Regions from separate parts of the Mus musculus genome. Here region 1 is linked to region 2. The links are chromatin contacts, called in public HiChIP or PLAC-seq maps. All regions are on one chromosome and are shown on one strand. Each heading gives the region's core, a stretch centred on a gene start, on an enhancer-like site or on the middle of the called end of the contact. The rest is flanking DNA. Distances are from core to core; before and after follow the strand shown. Region 1 overlaps Smg6 (Smg-6 homolog, nonsense mediated mRNA decay factor (C. elegans)). Region 2 overlaps Smg6 (Smg-6 homolog, nonsense mediated mRNA decay factor (C. elegans)).

Region 1 (5,378 bases), core at 2,376-4,875, 110 kb before region 2:
GGCCTAAAGACACATGCTTAGAGAGGCAGAGTGAGGCTCAATGCTCCTCATGTACAGAGTCTATAAAGGGAGCTTAACTTGCTTGGAGAAATAAGTACTTAGTATAAGGAAACACATCTTGGACAGCCAAAGAGAAAAACTTGCTGGAAATGAAGGTTTGGGCGTCCAAGAGGACTGACAGTGAGGTAACTGTGAAGATCTACCTGGGAAGATATGGAGAGTACTCTGCCCAAAGTGAGTTCTCCCAATATCTTGGCAACCCAGATAAGTAGCCTGTGGCTATGGCATTCTAATCCCACAAGAAGGAGTGTGTTCCATGAATACCTACATATGGTGAAAGATATGAGTCCCTTAAATTGTATCAACGGCTGCATGTGTGGTGTTAACAGAGTTTCACAGGAAAAGTGCTGCCCTGCACTGCCTTAGAACTCACACCCTGACTGTAACAACAGGGTCCCCTGCCACTTCTGCTCACACCATTCTATGCCCTGCATAGCCACACCCTCATGCACAGCCACATTCCTCAGTGGGGATCAGCTTCTCCAGTGAGGCTTTACCTGGATCTTTTCCTGGCGACGCTGCTGCTCAGCTATCTTCCTTGCTAGAGCCAGCTTCTTGGCCCGAAGTTCCCTGATGTCATCCTCACCCCCACTGCCTTCAGCCTCTGAATCTTCCTCAAAGTCTTCAATCACCACATCTTCTTCCTTGGGATAAAGACACAGAAAGGAGAACAAAGAGATCATGAGCCATGTCTGGTATTTAGCCTGGAGTGTGTTGGTAGGAGCAGTGACTCTTCCCACCTTCCCCCGCCCCCCGAAACTGTACCTACATGCTAGAGCTTTTCTTACATACTCATATCTGTGTTACTTATAATCAATATATTCACATGCATGCTTGTGTTTACAGTCCTTGTTCTCTCTTGCACACATTCAACACAAACTTTGGACCTGGTTTCATTTTGAAATTACAAATGATTCAAAGAGTAAACAATAGAGAAACTTGAACTGCTCAATTTAAATCTAATTCGCGCTAATAATCTGATAGGAATCAACTCTGGCCAACATCTGGGAGTTAGGCAAGGAAGTTCCCTTGCCCCAGACAGTATCAAGAGCAGATGCTGTAGCTCTACAGACTTTACCCTGATTTCCTTTTAAGACCACAGCCTGGTAGTGTGGAGACTTCTGGGCCCCATTAAAAAATTCACATAACATGGCCTTGCTCAGCTGCCCTCCAAGGGCCTAGGCAGAGTAAGTAGGAGGTGGCTGGCTAGCTTATGGAGCCTTCTTGCCAGGCTGATGGAGCCTTCCCCAGGGATGGCACTTCCTCACTTGCAGACTCAGTTCTCAGCAGCCACTGCTCCCCGGGTGGTCCTAGCTCCACTCCTCACTCTCTCACTTTTGGCCTTGGTCAGGAGAGAACATACAGCTGCCTGAGGGGATGGGGCTAGTAGGGGAGTGATTCAACAGGAGAAGGAAGATTCTTGTAATTCTAACAGAATGATGACTACACTGACAGCTACTAGCTACTCAGGGCTTTTTATGGGCTGTGTACCCAGCTATGTGTTTTTCATACATTAACTCTTTTAATTCTCACAAGGGCCTGCACAATAGCTATTACCATCTGCACTTTATAAATAAGGGGCTTAGAATAAAATAGCCTGTTCAGTCACAGAGGTGGCAGGAAGCAGAGCAGGCATTCAAAATCAAGTGAGTCTGACTCCTGTGCCTGCTCTAACCAATCACAACGAACAAAACTGCAGGACTGGGGTTGTGAATTGAGAGAGCAAGCCCAGACACGGCCCTTGGTAGCTCAGCTTTATCAGGCCTGGACCTATTTAGATAGACCAGTCTTGGGAGATGGCAGGTAAGGATAAAATAACTGTAACTGTCCTGAGAGGTTCTAGGGGGTTTAGGGTGCTGTCCACAAGCATCACTTACTTATCAATATCTGGCTATGAGGAGGAAGAAAAATTCACATTTATTTTGTTGCTCACAGGGTTAGCCTGGACAAGAGCAAGTGCAACAAGATGCTTGTTGGCTCACGGAGGAAGAGTGTCCTTGCCTGCTCTGACCAGGGATGGACAGTTAGTTAGCATTGGTTTGGAGTGAACAGGACTGAGGTCAAAGGAGGGTCAGAGAAGCTTGTCTGAGGTTTGTTCAGCTCTCATAGCAAACAAGGAAGTGCAGGGTTATGAAATTACACAGAACAGGGTAAGTAGGATTTCCCAGGGACCACTAACATAAAAGAACCCAGGAGACTCGTGGGAAAAGGAAGAAGTGGGCAGCCTGGTGTGGGTCACGAACCTTTGCCTGGTCAGTAAGCCTCAGAAGGAGAGTACAACCAGATCAGGCACCAGAGGTAGCCCACCCCTTCTAGGGTGGGAGGACAACCTCTTTGCCTAGCTATGCTTGTGCTGCCAGTCCTAGATGTTCAGAGGCATCTCTTATAACCACGCTGGAGAGCTGGCTTTGCTCATCCTCCACTGCCTACTTTTTTAGTCTTTTAGTATGGGAGAGATAAAGGAGATGTATAGACATCATGGGCCTGTTTCCCACACCGTCTAGAGCTGCAGGAGCACTGTTCTGCTTGCTAAAGTTGGACACCCCAATGGCTCTGGTAACTCCACTGTCTCCTCCCATGCTGACAGCTCATTCTTTCCCTTTATTCTCTGCCCAGGTTTCATCTAGAGAGTCTGGAATCATGGGCTTAGCTATGGCCCTGGAACCACCTCTGTCCTGGAAGCTGAGTCCTGTGTCATCAGGCATGGGGTGGAGTTCTCCAGCTATCCTAACGAAGCCAGGCCAAGACTGCTTCTCTGAAGACTCTGTTCCAAAGGTGGCCACTCTATCACTGCCTGAGATCCTAAACGACAGCTTCCAGCTGACATCTGGCTTCCTTGGCCTGTTGCTGATTTCATCCTTGTACCCCGCCCTGCTCCACTGGGCGCTTGAGACTGCTGTGGGCCAAATGACTGTGTTGGCCTATGGGTGACCTGGCCTCTGGCTAGAATTGCTTCCGTCCCTTCCCTCCATCCTATGTTTCTTTCTATCTAGGACCCTCATCTTTAATACTATGGAGTAAAGAGAAGAAAAGAGCCAACCTTCAGGCAAAAGTGAGACATGTATATACTCCCAGATAGTTACCCACACCCAGAAAAGCAGCAAGGAGGCTGCCATATGTACATATGCTCCATTTCTACCACACAGTCACAATGACGCTCAGTCCACAGGCGCCTCAGGGGTGTGGACAGCAATGTTCATTTCAACTGACAAACTGGGCACATACAGATGATCATCAGAGATCATCCCAGAAAGACATAGATGCACAACAGGGGAACTGCTAAGGAGGTCAGCAGGGATACATGGATGTGTACACAGGCAAACATGCTTGCGAACATGGGCGTGCACACATACGCGCTCTCTCTCTCGGTCTCTCTCTCTCTCTCTCTCTCTCTCACACACACACACACACACACACACACACACACACACACACACACACACACATACACACAGGCATGAGCAATGGAGGGAGGGAGGGAGGGAGAGAGAAAGACTGGAGTGAAGCAAGGGCTACAGGAACAATCAAGGGCAAACAAACAAGAGGAGAATTCCTTAATCACATCAGGATGTGCAGGAGGGAGGGAGTAAGAGAGAGAGAGCAGGCTGGGGGAGGGGTGATTTTCCACACGGGGCCAGCAATGTCAGCTCTTCCTGTACGTGAGCTGGAGGCTGGAGTTCAGGTCTGTGCTGTGCTGAGCTCCGCACATCTATAAACTTGATCCTTAGCCTGAACCCTAACACCCCTCACTCTACTCTCTTTCCTAAGCCTCCAGAGCTGAATATTATTAAACTCTTTCCTCCAATGCAACATTAAAAAGAAGCATCTGGAACTCGTAGATGGAGGCACTGGGGTGGACTGGCAGGAGGGGCACCAGCAGAGTGCACTCTTGAGAGGTTGCTGTCACCTCAACACACACTGAACTAAGCGAGAGGTTATAAATCATCTCAAGGGGAAGCTCCAGCCTGGGCAGCAGGGCACGGGGGAAGGGGAGCTTTCCCTCTGCCATAGCGGCTCTTCCCGAATAGTACCTCATCTTCCAGTTGTTTTCCCTCTTGGCTTCCCATTTCCTTTCCCATGGTGTCTGGGACGGGTGCCACTGACACATATTTTCCACCCTTGAATGCCAGCAGAGGCTCTTCTTGTCCACAAAGGGCTTCCAGAAAATACTTCAGCACTGTGACCCTTTTGCAGTCAGCTGCAATAACCTACAGGGCGAGAGGGAGAGAAGAAAAACAGCATTTTCTGAGAGGGAGGATGAAGACGAGAGACATTGCTAGCTGCAGGGCACATGAGAATTGTGTCAAAGTTACTGGGGAGGGAGGTAGTATGAGCAACAAGAGTGTATGGAGGAAAGCAAAGACCAAGGTCTTCTGAAGGAAGGAAGTCGCCAGGCCTTGCTTTAGGTCATCCCTGGGGCAGCAGACACCTCAGGACCAATGCCAGGTGCCCTCAGGGCTTGTACTTTTCTTTTATTAAAGTCCTATTATGAAAAACAAAACCCAGAAAATAATTTCTTCTAAGTTTGGAATATAAGTAAGAGGACGAGGAATGCATGGCAGCAGGTTGGCTACCACAAAGTACTGCTTTCTAGCACCCCTGGCACCCTGTTCCCAGACTCCCTCCAGGACAGTCTGCAGACTGAAAGATAAGCTTTCTTGCCTGTTTCATCTTAGCTAAGTCATTCTGAACTTCTCTGGATGGTTCCTGCCTCACCTGAGAATGGGCAGGAAATTATCAGGCTGAGAGGATGGGGCAGAGCAGGTGAGTTCACCAAAGCTCTGCCCTCCACAGTTCACACTAGTTGCTCCCATGTTGCTACAGCAGCACATATACAGTGCTGATTTAGCTGTTATATGAAGTATTATCCTGATCAGCTGTCAAGTCTGTCAGGGTCTCAGATGATGTGTCCTCAGTCACCTAGACTGGAATCCTCTCCACAAGACCACATATGCATGCCGTCACCTCTATTTGTGCCCATGTGTGCATTGTCCTCTTCCTTGCTATCTGTACCCTTCTCTTATTCGTTGGATTCTGGGGCCCTATCATGCCTATTGACTGGATGGTTGTCAACGAGGAGGTCCCTGCTTGATGTGCATCTAAGAAGCAGAGGACATTTTCTACACCATATTGGCCAGATATGACACAGAACAGCCCTTTAATCATCAGTGATTCCAAGACATGTTAAATGACCAAGACTCATTGTAAATTTTTATTTTATGTGCATGGGTGTTTTGCCTGCATGTATGTTTGTGTACCATCAATATGCCTGGTACACAAGGAATCCAGAACATATCATCAGATCCCCTGGAACTGGA
Region 2 (5,254 bases), core at 2,069-4,568:
AAGCCAGGTGCTGCTTAGAAGGGCTCAACATATGAATAGCATAAGGGGAGCAATCCTTCAATTGTGGTCTTTCCATCATCTTTCCAGATGCCCAATGGTCCCAAATGTCACCCTTTACAATAAATATAACTGTGACAGGCTGTAAGGAAGTCGTAACAATCCATGAGATTAGAATAAGTAAGTCATCACTCCTAGTCTTATGCTAAGATAAGCCATTGTTTAAAGAGATAGGAAACAAGAGAGTAGGTGAGATGGCTCAATGGGTAGGGGCACTTGCCACTAAGCCCTACAACATGAGTTACATTCCTGGAACCCTTGTAGTGGAAAGAGGGAACTGAATCTGGAAAGTTTTCTCTGGCTCCAACACCTGCATTATAATATGTGAACCCATAGGCTTGCGCCTGCATGCAAGTGCAAGCACACACACACACACAATATTTTTTTTTTAAAAAAGAGACAAAGATAACAAGCATGTAAGCATCAAGAGGAGAAAGGATATGAGCAGAGAGAGGAAGACCTGTAACTCATCCCAAGGAAAGGTGTAGTGTCTCCCTGCTCCCTAAGCCATAGGCAGCAGCACTGTTAATCCCATTCTATCTAAATGTGGGTTCCTGCAGGCCACTACTGTAGTGTGCCTTTACGAAGCAACAAAGTCCAAAGTGAAGGAATAAGGCCAGGAGAGAGGAAGCTGAGAGGATGAGTAGAGGCCACATTCTGGTAGCTTGAAACACTTGATAAAATTAACATCCACTGATCAATTGGACATTTTAGGCAGAAGTTACCTGCAAAGGCTACAGAGATGGAGGAAGAAGTCTTTGTTCCACAAACTGGGTATAAAGTTCATTCTCGTTAGCAACATAACTGGCAGAGGGTGAGGACTTTCTCCAAGCTCATCTTAAGTTTTATAATAAACAGCTACATTATTTCTCAGAGTTCAGGGTGGGAGCTAGTGCACAACAAGAATGAACTGCTTACAAGCAATGGTATCTGTGTCTTCTCAAGAGTATGGGTTGGAGCCGGGCGTGGTGGCGCATGCCCAGAGGCAGGCAGATTTCTGAGTTCAAGGCCAGCCTGGTCTACAGAGTGAGTTCCAGGACAGCCAGGGGAACACAGAGAAACCCTGTCTCGAAAAACCAAAACAGTATGGGTTGGGTACTGCTATCAGGTATGGAAGCTCTGTAAAAACAGGAGCCTCTGGTATAAAAATGGACATCAGTCTGAAGGCAGTTTTGCAGCTGCCTTGCATGGTTATTTTAACCTCTCTATCACCATGTTCTCTTAGGCAAAGGCTCCAGAGCACACTGCCTGCTTATATGGGTGCTCTAGGTGAAGAAAAGGTACAAATAAGGGGTGTTCTTCCCTAACTAAGCAGGTAGACATATCCCAAGCTATCTAAGAATGTGTGGGTCTTGGTCATCCCTAGACTGGCCTTGCTATCTGGCAACCATTAACAAAAGGCCTGTGTCCATGGCTTGGTCATAAGACAAGCACATACAGAGCATCTTTGATATGCTAAATTCAGTAGAGAACATAGCTACAAATAAATTGTGGGTTTTGTAACTAAAGGATCTTTTAGTAGGTTGACTAGAATTACCATTTACCCAAGTAACTATGATAACCATGGACCCAATACATTTCAAGTGAAAAAAAATGTATTGAGTGTGTAGTATATTCAGGATGTTCTTGGCCTCATACAGGCATTATGAGCTAGAAATGTCAAGATACCACTCCCTGAGAGTATTCATTTATGAAAGTAGGTAGGAAAACAACATCTAGACGGTCCAGAGCCCACTTACTTTAGGACTAGATTTAGGAATCTAGGTCTAGTCTAATGAACATCCATATCTATATATCTATATATCCATATATCCATATCTATATCTCTATCTGTCTGTCTGTCTGTCTGTCTGTATGTATGTATGTATGTATGTATATCTGAAGTTGTGCTGGCACTCAGACCAGCAAGTGATGTGGGTGGGGAGGAAAAGGCATTGTTTGCCTTGATATTTGCATGGTTCCTCTGGCTTTGTGTCAGGTAGCAGAGGCTGACATGAGCTGAAGAACTCATTAACATTGTGAAATAGCCTTTCCCCTTCTTTCCAAAAGCAGGCTTTCTTAAGGATTTAGGGGGATGGTTTTGGCTAGGGATGTCAGCCGGAAATATTTCTTACCAAGAAAGTCCGCTGAGGTCTAAAATTGGTTTTGGTCCCTCCTACAAGTGGGCAAGTGACCATACTTCCCAGTGTTCCTGTGGCCAAATACCTGCTCTCAGGCAGAAATGTTCTTCTTGCTCCTATGTAACAGGGAGACGTTCTCATTTTTTATTTTTTGAGAACATATTCATGGAAAACATAAACCAACTGTCGTCAAAGTTGTATGAAATCAGGAAATGGGGCGGCCGGGAGAAGGCTGCCATGTGGCCGGATGTTATGTATTTCTAATTAGTGCTATACATCTTTCAACAGCAAGTGTCCTTCTGCTGGAAACACAACACACTGCCCTTGTTATTGTAACTGTCAGAGAAGTGCTTAAACAGATAATCTCCAGGAAAAGTGATAAACACGTCCCCTCTCCCACCAGTGTGTGTGTGCAATGGTGCTGCCAAAGCAAAGCTGTGCCTGATGGCTCCAGGATGGCAAAGCATCCTCCTGCAGGAAATGGGAGTGAGGCAGAGAGGTGGGGAGGGAATAGGAGGGGAGCAGAAGAGAGGCAGGCCCACCTGCTTGGACCTGTAAGCCCAGCCAAGAGACAGTGACTCAGAATTACTGGTTTTGATCAACTCCTGGGATAAGGTACCAAGTCGTTGTATGGGAGAGATTTGGAGAAAACCCTAGTAGTTGGATGGGGTTTGGCTGGTGACAGACAAAAGCCTGCCAACAGTGAAACCAGCAGAATTCTTAGTACACATAGCCAGTTCCTGACAAGTGGATGGGAACAGTAATGAAAGACTGGCTCAGGGTGAGTGATATGTAAGTTCGCTACCCTGAAAGCAGTGGGAAGGATTCAGAGGACACTGGATCCACCACCCATTCTATCACAGACAAGCAACTAGTGCATTGGCTACATTACTAATAATAACTAAAGAAAAATTCAGTCAACCACTTCTTCACTGATTCCCCACCCCCATCTACTCTCAGAGAAAATGAATAGCTAGCCACCTCCAAGCCAGCACCACCTGGAGGTAATTTGTTGGCTCTTTTGTATCTTTCAAACATCAGGCTGTTTCTCTCATGCGTCAGTCACCAGTTAGATGCAGGGCTGGCATAGTTCCTGTGCAGCCCACCCAAAGCTCCCTGTCTACAGGAAGTGGGCAGAGAGAGTGTCTTTCTGCTGTTGCTTGAGCCACAGAGTTCTCTGTGACAGTGGCTAGCTAAGGAGGAGGTAGAAGGAAGCAGTAAGATCTCAGATCAAAAGCAAAGATGTTCTTGCCCTTGGGCATTTGATTCCCTTAAGCGTGGAATCAATGAGTCAGAAGAATGGAACACTGATAGACCCAAGCTACATACAATGACAATGGTGGAAGAGTTCGATTAACACAGTCTAAGACAAGCTGTGACACATCCCATAAACAGGGTATAGTCAAGAGGTCAGACAGAGGGACGGAGAAAGTTTCCTTATGATGAACCTTAATTGAAACACCTGATGCTTCAGTTGAGTCTTACAAGACTGTAAAACTGTCACAGGCAATGTCTTCTTCTTCATCTTCTTTTTTTGTAAAAGTTCTTTTCAAAGTAGTAGATGTGTAGGAAAAGAGCATTTAAAATTCCTACCAAAATAACCTCTCCCATTATTTGAAAAAAATACTTATCTAGGTGTGCAATTGGAGGAAACAGAAATTTCAATAGGATTCTGCCCACAGGAAGGTGATAATCTAAGGAAGAAGACAACTCATAGGGGAGCAGGGAAATAGACACCTTTTGTCTCTGAAAAGAATGAAAATATTTTCATCTACTATCTATCAAAGATTTTAAATGAAAGAGACCATTTCTAGGTTGAGCTGTAAGATATGAACACTGAAAGAAATGGATGGCACAGGAGGGACTGTGTACATTACCCCGGGGATGCATGCTGGAATGCTCAAAACACTCAATGAAGTCTGCCTATAGCATAACAAGAGCCAAAAACTACAGAGCCTACAATGCTGAAAGAAACTTGACCTCAACAGACAGAAAGAGAGCACTCACTTAAGCTTCATGAATGAAGCTATGTTGGACATTTTGTGAAGACTGATCTAGTTAAGAGTTGATGGTATAATCGCTCAGTAGAGGACTACTTGCCAAGCGTGAGGCCCTGGATTCAATTGCAGACACGTTCATACTCACACCATTAACCTAGTAACACCACAATAGGTTAGGGCAGCTAGAAAAGGGTAATGGAGTAGGGGCAGTTAGAAAAGCTAACCGAGCACAAATGCGTCTGAATGAAGAGGAAGTACATAACTATGTGGACAGAGCATAGGCGAACATGGTCATAATGCCAGCATTTGGGAGTTACAAACAATAGGATCAGTAACTTCAGGTTACATTTCAGCTACATGAGCCAACCCAGGCTCCAAGGCTCCAAGACACACTGTCTCTAAAAACACCAATAAAGAAACTTTGTATAAAGACCATTTCATAACCCTTATAACAGCAAATAAGTGACATGCAAGTGTGAGAAGTCCGCTAGGAGGAGGGTGGGAGAAAGTGAAAACAAATGACATGGGGAGGGCAAGAAAGAGGTAACAACTGGGAAAGGGGACCGTCTTCTAGTTCCAGAAGTCTGGAAAACTCAAGAAAGATAACCTCCATCAAAGGAGATGCAGGAAAGGGGCAGAGACCCAGGATTGCAGAACACCTGGAGACAGGGAAGTAGTGTGTCTCAAGAAGTCCCCAGCCACCACCTCCCTGCCAAACACACATACTTGGCTTTGGGCCAAATCCTGTCTTCCCAGAACAAAGACACTTCAGGGGGTCAGAAATACTTGGGGAAGAGTTGCTGGAGTAGGCCTGGGAAGTCTGAACTGGCTATCCCTGTGGAAGCTATTAGATATTCAGCACTTCATTTGTTTCCAATTCTTGGAGGAGTACAGCTCTAGGCTGTAGGGTGAGAGGTTCCTCTCTGACGTAATCAGGAAGCAGCTGCAAAATTAAGGAATCCCTCATGACATCATAAAAAGGGTCGATGGTTTACTGGGGAAAGTATAAAAATTAATTACATATCCCCACATGACTCTTTTCTCCTAAGTCTCTGTATAGCCCCCTTTACCCTCACA

What was found. HiChIP or PLAC-seq counts read pairs in DNA pulled down with a chosen protein or histone mark.
Region 1: a contact with region 2 is called in an H3K27ac HiChIP or PLAC-seq map of heart atrium, with 5 read pairs. The contact joins two enhancer-like sites. A contact is called at or near these places in 10 of 39 promoter capture datasets (the C10 cell line, the HPC-7 cell line, cranial neural crest and 7 more), 1 of 15 datasets of contacts at CTCF or cohesin (the NIH/3T3 cell line), 7 of 484 Hi-C or Micro-C datasets (CD4 T cells, bone marrow-derived macrophages, cerebral cortex and 2 more), 3 of 115 datasets of contacts at active chromatin or transcription factors (the NIH/3T3 cell line, embryonic stem cells and heart atrium) and 3 of 9 other capture datasets (adipose tissue, liver and pancreatic islet).

Annotation. Positions count from the first base shown.
Region 1 is chr11:75,138,083-75,143,460 of GRCm38.p6, reverse strand. It overlaps Smg6 (Smg-6 homolog, nonsense mediated mRNA decay factor (C. elegans)), which reads right to left. Exons shown (of 19, transcript NM_001002764.2): 14 at 4,092-4,268; 15 at 558-704. Among named protein-coding and RNA genes, the nearest start is that of Gm51907, 9.0 kb to the right of the region's middle. Within about 2 kb of position 3,625, at least 77 of the 459 cell types and tissues checked have an H3K27ac peak or open chromatin away from gene starts, as enhancers often do. A contact at or near this core is called in adipose tissue and heart atrium, where this site is marked.
Region 2 is chr11:75,031,180-75,036,433 of GRCm38.p6, reverse strand. All of the region lies in intron 10 of Smg6 (Smg-6 homolog, nonsense mediated mRNA decay factor (C. elegans)), which reads right to left. Among named protein-coding and RNA genes, the nearest start is that of Gm51907, 98 kb to the left of the region's middle. Within about 2 kb of position 3,318, at least 39 of the 459 cell types and tissues checked have an H3K27ac peak or open chromatin away from gene starts, as enhancers often do. A contact at or near this core is called in adipose tissue and heart atrium, where this site is marked.